Linked DNA regions of Sus scrofa: region 2 is linked to region 1. A link is a contact called in public Hi-C data. All regions are on one chromosome and are shown on one strand. Each heading gives the region's core, a stretch centred on a gene start, on an enhancer-like site or on the middle of the called end of the contact. The rest is flanking DNA. Distances are from core to core; before and after follow the strand shown. Region 1 holds the start of HRK (activator of apoptosis harakiri). Region 2 holds the start of C14H12orf49 (UPF0454 protein C12orf49 homolog).

What was found. Hi-C and Micro-C count contacts between places; a contact is called where the count stands out from the background.
Region 2: a Hi-C map of heart right ventricle shows a contact between it and region 1, with 2.1 times the contacts expected there. The contact joins the promoter of C14H12orf49 here to the promoter of HRK in region 1. A contact is called at or near these places in 2 of 47 Hi-C or Micro-C datasets (embryonic fibroblasts and heart right ventricle).

What each region holds. Positions count from the first base shown.
Region 1 is chr14:35,611,036-35,614,815 of Sscrofa11.1, forward strand. HRK (activator of apoptosis harakiri) reads left to right here and starts at 1,885. Exons shown (of 2, transcript XM_003359104.4): 1 at 1,885-2,371. The coding sequence starts at 2,040. The coding sequence ends at 2,315. It overlaps FBXW8 (F-box/WD repeat-containing protein 8), which reads right to left and starts at 2,690. Exons shown (of 11, transcript XM_013990336.2): 1 at 2,558-2,690. The coding sequence starts at 2,602.
Region 2 is chr14:35,703,941-35,707,720 of Sscrofa11.1, forward strand. It overlaps C14H12orf49 (UPF0454 protein C12orf49 homolog), which reads left to right and starts at 1,965. Exons shown (of 6, transcript XM_013990355.2): 1 at 1,965-2,234. The coding sequence starts at 2,124. It overlaps RNFT2 (RING finger and transmembrane domain-containing protein 2), which reads right to left and starts at 1,855. Exons shown (of 11, transcript XM_003132893.6): 1 at 1,680-1,855.

The DNA.
Region 1 (3,780 bases), core at 635-3,134:
GCCCAGCATTTCGAGGGGCAGGCTTCCAAACAGGGTAATAATCGTCCCATTAAAATTAATGTCCATGAAGTGAGCCGTTAAAAGCGTGCAGATTAAAAAGGGGGGGAGGGAATTGTTCAATTTAAATCCAAAGGGCTTTTTAAATAGACACTGTATCTTCATTCTTGGAACGCTACACCGGGCAATGGATCAGTTCCCCTCTGCAAAGACTAGAGGGGATTAAGGAGGTGAGTCCCAGGAGAATGGGGAACTGGTTCTAGCCAGAAGCAAAGGGAACCAAGGTTTATCCAGGGCCTGCTGCTTGCCAGGTGCTTGGCATACATTTCTCTCATTTAATCTCTGCCCCAATCCTGGGAGGGAGGTATTATTATTCCCAGATTACAGGGGGCAGTATAAAACCATAGTTCAGAATTTAGAGCCTTCAGCATACCGCCTTCCTTTAGATCTGGGGTTATTACTCACTAACTCTGTGATCTCGGCCAAGAGACCTCACCTCCCTGTGCCTCAGTTTCCTTATCTATAAAATAGGATAGTAATGGCACACTCTTACCAGTCTACAATTGGGAAACGCACTTTAGGCAGTGTAGGCAGGGGCTTTAGCCAAGTAACCTACATAGAAGGACACTTGATAAGTGTTCACAGTTATTAAGGGTAGGAGAACTGCAGCTGGATGGGTCTAAGAGCCACCAGGATCACAGGGCAGGGCTGGGATCTGAGCTCTGACCAAGTTGCAGGCCAAGCAGAAATCTCTCCATGATAAAGTCAGACCCATTCTAAATTCACACTCTTGAAGAATCTTTTCCAAGTGGCAGCACTCTGCTGGTGGGAAGAAGAGGCTCAGAGCTGCCTTATCAGGACCTAGGAGGCTGGCTTGGAGCCACCTCTGAGATCCTCCAATTTTCTGAATCCCAGTGCTTTGAAGACAGGTGAAAGTCTCACTTGCTCCCCAAAGAATCCTAAGAGCCCCTCGCCCTTCTATTCCTTCACCAGCAGAGACAACTTCACGTTTTCTAGTCTGGAGGAGCATGGGGACAGTATAAAACCATTCTACGATTGGAGAGAAAGGGGCTGAAGTCCCCTGCACCCCGCATCCTCGACCCCACCAATCCCTTAAGAGTCTCCACTGAGCATTAAATCCGGATCATTAACCCCAACAGGCAAATAAAATTCACAAAGGGAGCAAACAAAACAAAGTTCCTTCTGGAAAACCCCTTGCGAGGGTCTTTGGGATTGAAGCGCGGTGTGCTTGCGAATCGCTGAGGCTAAGGGCCGACTCCCTAACCCTCCTCACCCCTGCGTCCATCAACGTTTCTAGGGGAGCTAGGGGCTCTTTAGAGTCTCTCATCCACCCTAACTTAGATGGGGAGTCGGGTGTGTATCGGCTGATCCGCAACCTACAGGTGCGGAGTCAGACCTGAAAGTAAGCAAATTGGGTTGAATCTGGCCCTCTCATGAGATTTTGAATCGACCTACCGCCCCAAACAAAACAATAGCCTCGGAACATTTTTTGAATAATGCAGCTGAATTCGATATCAGCTTCATCCAAAACGGCAAACAAGCCTACTCCTCTCGCCAAATCGGAATTGAAGCTGAATTCAGAAAAAACGGAGAGAAAATCTTCCCTGGCGCTCCCCGCCTCCGCGGGGGTCTCCCGCGACCCCCAAGCCCGAGAGCCCCGCAGCCGGGTGCTTTCCCGCGTCCCAGAGCCCCGCGCTCCTCGCTTCCCAACCCGAAAACCCCCTCGCGGCCGGCGCCGCTAGGGTTAAAAGTTACCTCTCGGTTTCTTCTGCCTGCAGCCCCCCCACCCCCGGGGGGCCGGATGATGTAACCCCCCTCCCCGCGCCCTCCCCGCCCCCCTCCACCATGTGACACTTTAATTAATAATAGCGCCGTCAGCACAACAAACGCACAACACAAGGAGAAACTTGGTGTCCAGGGTAGGCCCCCGGCGGCTGGAGCGCGGCGGAGGCAGGCGCAGAGGCCGAAGCGAGAGGAGGCGAGGGGCGGCCCGACGCGGGGAGGGACCGAGGCGAGCGGTCATGTGTCCGTGCCCCCTGCACCGCGGCCGCGGCCCCCCAGCCGTGTGCGCTTGCAGCGCGAGCCGCCTGGGTCTGCGCTCCTCCGCCGCGCAGCTCACTGCCGCCCGGCTCAAGGCGCTCGGCGACGAGCTGCACCAGCGCACCATGTGGCGGCGCAGCGCGCGGAGCCGGAGGGCGCCGGCGCCCGGCGCGCTCCCCACCTACTGGCCCTGGCTGTGCGCGGCCGCGCAGGTGGCGGCGCTGGCAGCCTGGCTGCTCGGCAGGCGGAACTTGTAGGAACGCGGGGCTTCATGGTGGGGCCGGAGCCGAGACCCAGCCGGAGCGAGCAACAGGTACGTGAGCAAGCGACCGCCAGGGCGCGGCAGCTGGGGGATTGGAGACCTGGGGCTGGGTTGGGAGCTGGAGAACCGCAAGTTTAGCTCTCTTCCCTTCCCATCTCCTCTTCCTCTGCTCCATTCTTTCGCAAGGATCTCTGTCCCTCTCCTTGGGAGATCCCATCTCTCCTTCCAAGTACCTACCGAGTCCACCGCTGCTGCCCCTTCTCTCCGACTCCTTAAGAGCATCTTGCCACTCCCTCCATCCGAGTGGCTTTGGAAGGACTTCAGCCTCCGTAAGCCTCATCACCCCTTCAAACAAACACACAATGCAAATTAAAAGTGTGCTTGCTATGAGAACAGAGTTACAGGCCACGCCAACGCATTATAAACTATCGCGGTTTCAAGACGAGTCCTCGGTCCTCTTCCAAGCCGCCTGCCGTTCCTAACTCGCCACCCTCTCCATCACCTCCGCCCCAAACCTCCTTCTCCCTAAGTATCACTTCTCCAGTTTCTGTTGCTCGTCCTCCCGCGCCCCAAGCGCATCTCGTGACTTCCTCCCCCTCCGTCTTTCTCCCTAAAACTTTGCAGTTTTCCTCCGCTCTGCCAACTTCACTCCTTCTCCAGCGAGGTGTCCCTTTTAAGGAGCTTGCCCTCCTCTTCGCGGGATAGAGGGAGCTGAGATGAAGGAGATGCCCCCTAAGTGATGTGGGATCTCAGACTTTTCGGGAAACTCCAGGGGGAAGCCTTTAAGAAAGAGCATTAACTGTGCTCACTTTGGGTTCGAGGCCCTGTTAAGAGCCTGCAGTAGGATAGGTTGTGGGGGTGGGGAGTGAGTATTGCGCGCCTAGCCGTTTGGTACCAGTGGGAAAAAAGTACTAAGCACCTACTGTATACTAGGCCCCTAGGCCTTGGGGAATTACTGAGCACCAGCTGTGCGCCTGACACTGTGCTAGGGCGCTTAAAGGGGGCAAACGTGTAAGCATTGTCTTCAGATTCTCAAAGAGCTGAAGAGAATGGGGGTGGAGAGAACAGGGCTGAGCCCACCAAAGGTGGGTCCAGGGCCGGAAGCTGAAGGTCGAAGGTGAGAAACCCAGCCCCGGGATGCCATGGCTCACAGATGCCAAGCGCTCGGGTCTCGGCCGAGTCCCACCGTGAGCCAACACCATAGGAAGCTGGCGCGGCGCCCGCAGGGAGAGGCGGCAGCCGGAGCGTGGGGGGTGGCAGCGCCCGGGAAGCTGCGGGGGTGCGCGGGGTGTGAGCCGGGAGCGCGGGCGACAGATGTCGCGTGGGCCGGCGCAGCCCTGGCGCTGCCTGAGAGAGGTGTGCGCTTCAGGGCGCTCTTTGCCCGGCTCCCAGAGATCCCATGCGCTTCTCCTCCTCCCTGAAGAGAGGCCCGGGGCTGCCCTCCGCCTCAGTGGACCAAG
Region 2 (3,780 bases), core at 715-3,214, 93 kb after region 1:
TATGTTTTAGGCCCTCCAAAGGCTGCCCACTGCAATCAGAATAAAATCCAAGTGCTGTTCCTGGCCCACAGGTGCTGCCTACAAGCCTCACCTGTTTCCAGTTTCATTTTCCTCCACTCTCTCTTTAACTACTCTCTTTCAACTACACTAGCCTTTTCTTTTTTTTCTTTTTTAGGGCCTCGCCCTTGGCATATGGAGGTTCCCAGGCTAGGGGTCTGATCAGAGCTACAGCTGCTGGCCTACACCACATCCACAGCCACTCGAGATCTGAGCCGAGTCTGCAACCTATACCATAGCTCAAGGCAACGTCAGATCCTTAACCCATTGAGCAAGGCCAGGGATCGAACCCACATCCTCATGGATACTAGTCGGGTTTATTAACCACTGAGCCATGACAGGAACTCCACACTGGCCTTTTCATTTTTCAAACATGTCAGCTTGTCCCTGCCTCAGGGTCTTTGTACTTGCTGTTCCCTCTTCCTAGAATGCTTTTCCTTCTGGCTGGCTCCCTCATCAAATGCCACCTCTTTCCAGAGGCCTTCTCCTCTCACCCTCCTGATTCAACATACATTGCCCTGTTTTACATTCTTCATAGCACTTACCACTTATTTACATGTTTGTTTATTTATTTATGATCTGTCCCCTGTGAGAATGTAAATACCACAAAAGCAAAGATTCACCTGCCTGGCTTGCCCCTGCACCTCTGCATCTAGAACACTGCCTGGCACAGAGGAGCACTCAACAAGTATTCAATGAATAAAACATCAGTGGGTCTTTCACTTACCTTTTTCTATCCCTTGTTCCCTCCCTGACCTTTCACCCTATAGAAGAAATAAAGGCCAGAGACTTTATATGAACAGGTTTCAGTTCCTTGAATATTTTCTTGTACAAGAACAAAAGATGGTATCTGACTCTCAGTTCAGGGCACCATCCTTGACTGTTGAATAACCACCTGATCCTAACCAGCCTTCTTCAGGGGACATTACCAGGGCCCCTGATTAGAGAGTCTCCTTTCTCTGTTGGAAAATCAGCCACGAAGTGGGTCAGTAGCACCATCTTCATACATGAAGGAAAACTCATCCTGTAAATATTTTTCAAGAACATGCAATCTTGGCTTAACGATCCCCCCCCCCCACCCATTCCGTTAATGATTCCTCATCTCGTGCAAACCCTTGGGAAAAATAAAATACAGAATCTCAAATTTCTAGCCACAAATTTGACACAGCTTCCTAAATCAAATACCCAAGATTCCATTTTCAGATGCGTGCTTTTTAGGGGCTTCAGATTTTCTGTTGGAAGCAGGCCGTACCTAATTATTCCAATACTGAATTCTGGAATAAGATTTTTACACGTGGGATGCATCTGAATGACCGAATGAAATGCCTTTTCACCCTCTGCTCCATTCATCGCACTCAGAAGGATTTAACCAAGAGTTTTCAATGTATGAGATGTTTTAAGTTGCATCCCCGGGCCGTTACACTACTGCACCGAAATGCACACAGGAGAACATCTCCTGCATCACTTGCGTTGGAAGCAGGCAGGTGCACTTCGGGTACAATACCGCCAGCGTTTTTATTACCGCAACCAACGTTGAGCGCGAAACGCCCTTAGGACTGCAAGGGCATGAGATTACACTAACCATGCCAGGGAGAGAAAAAAAAATAGCGTTCTCTTGTTACCTGCCCAGACAGTTCAGCAGTCACCTCAGCATCATTCACGTCCTTCCAAACCAATCACTCTCACCGCCAGGGAAACACCTGACTTCCGAGAGCTTCCGGCCTCTCCTCAGGTTCTTTCTCAGGTTGCCCCGCCCGGCGCTAACAACCGGGCACAGCTCCAGGGGTCTCACGCACACGATTGCCCGCCCCCTTGCTAGGATTCAGCCAATAGGAAGCCGCCTGTCTGCATTGACCAATGAGGAGAAGGCGGAGCGAGACCGGTGGGTGACGCGAGAGGAACGGAGGCGGGGCGTGGGGAGAGGTCACGTGGGGAGGCGCGGGGTGGCTGCCGGGAGCTGGCTGGGCTGGGGGCCGCGGGATCGGCGCCCGCCTCGAGTGATGGGGCTCCCGCCCGTGTAGGGGCCATGCCGCCCGGGCCCCGGGCCTGCCCCGCTCCGCGCCGGGATGGTCAACCTGGCGGCCATGGTGTGGCGCCGCCTCCTGAGGAAGAGGTGGGTGCTCGCCTTGGTCTTCGGGCTCTCGCTCGTCTACTTCCTCACTAGCACCTTCAAGCAGGTCAGTGGTCGCCCTCTCTCCCCGGGTTGGGGTAGCTACCTCTGCGGCAGCGCTGCCTGAGTGTCCACTGAGCTGGGCCGGAGAGGTGGGCGTTCCTGTCCCAGGACTGAGGATGGGTGAAGGGAGCTGCCTCTCTCGTTGGTAGGCTGAGGGCAGAGCTGGGACTCGACCCGGTGCTGTGGACCCTTACGCTGTGCTTGTTGTCGCCTTGTCGGTTGCTTACCTGCTTCCCACCTGCCAGGGACTGAGCTAAACAGGGGCGTGCATTTCTTCCTCCATCTCCACGGCAGGTCTGGGCAGTGGTGTCCCCGTGTTACGGCGGGGGAAGCTGAGCCTGAGAAAGGTGAGATGCCTGGGCCGAACTACGAGGCCAGCCCTGGTGTACTCGGTTTTCGTTTAACTAGGGGCTCAGGGAGACTCCACAGGAAGCACGAGGTGCCCTTTTCTATGCATAATGAGGTTAGGTAGAATTTTCTTTTCGCTTCTCATCCTTTTCGTTTTTCTTCCCTGTGAGAATTTTTGGGAGAAACGTCGGGGTGCTTTGGAGGGACGTGTTAGCAAGAGCATTTTAAGTTTAGAAGTACAGTTATAGCGTTTGGGCTCTTAGAAAGGGTGAGCCTATGCCAGGGTGTATCCAGCACAACCTTGATTCATGCTACTGCTCTGATAGAGTTAGAGGACAGTTCCCCTTTTCGTTCTCAAGGGTCAAGTTCCTAAGTAAAATTTATCAGTGAATGGAGGAGAATAAATGCTAAATGATAAGGTTACGCTAGTTTAAGCAGATTGGTGGAGGAGCGATGAAAAGGGAAGACAGAGAACCTGTATCCCACCTCCTGCCTCAGACAAACGGAGAGGCTGAGTGTTGTGAGCCTCTTTTGTTGACTAGCAGGAGTTGTTGGCATTCTTGTGAACTAAATGCTTCTGGGACTTGAGTTTACTGCCACTTCACAGACATTGTTTCATGGTCACTTGTTCCTCTTCTGTCTGGTGGACCTATGGGTGCTGTAGTGAGCCAGGACTCACTCCTCCGCCTTGCTCCCACCTAACCCAGCTGATCTCTAGCACCGTTGGTTTAAGTATTAGCTCTAGCCTAGGCCATCCAGAAAACTGATTTTTTTTTTTTTTTTTTGGCCACCCCGAGGCATGTGGATTCCTGGGCCAGGGAACCAATCCTGAGCATTAGCTGTGACCTAAGCCATAGCTGCGAGAGTGCAGGATCTGTAACCTACTGTGCTGGGCCAAGGATCAAACCTGTCTCCCAGCATTCCCAAGATACTGCTGCTCCCCTTGCACCTCAGTGGAAACTCTGAAAACTCCCAATTCTTATATGCAGTTGCCTACATGATGCCCCTTTTTTAAATGTGCTGTTGGCTTCTCATACTTGGCCAAAACAGAACCTCTGATTCTCCACCACCAACCCTTCCTAGTCTTCCCAGGCTCACTTAATTGCATACTGTTCACCAGGTCATCTAGCCACAAATGCTTTCTGCTTTTCTTTCTCCTCACGTGCAAAACATTGTCTCTGGCCCCACACTGGATCCTGAAT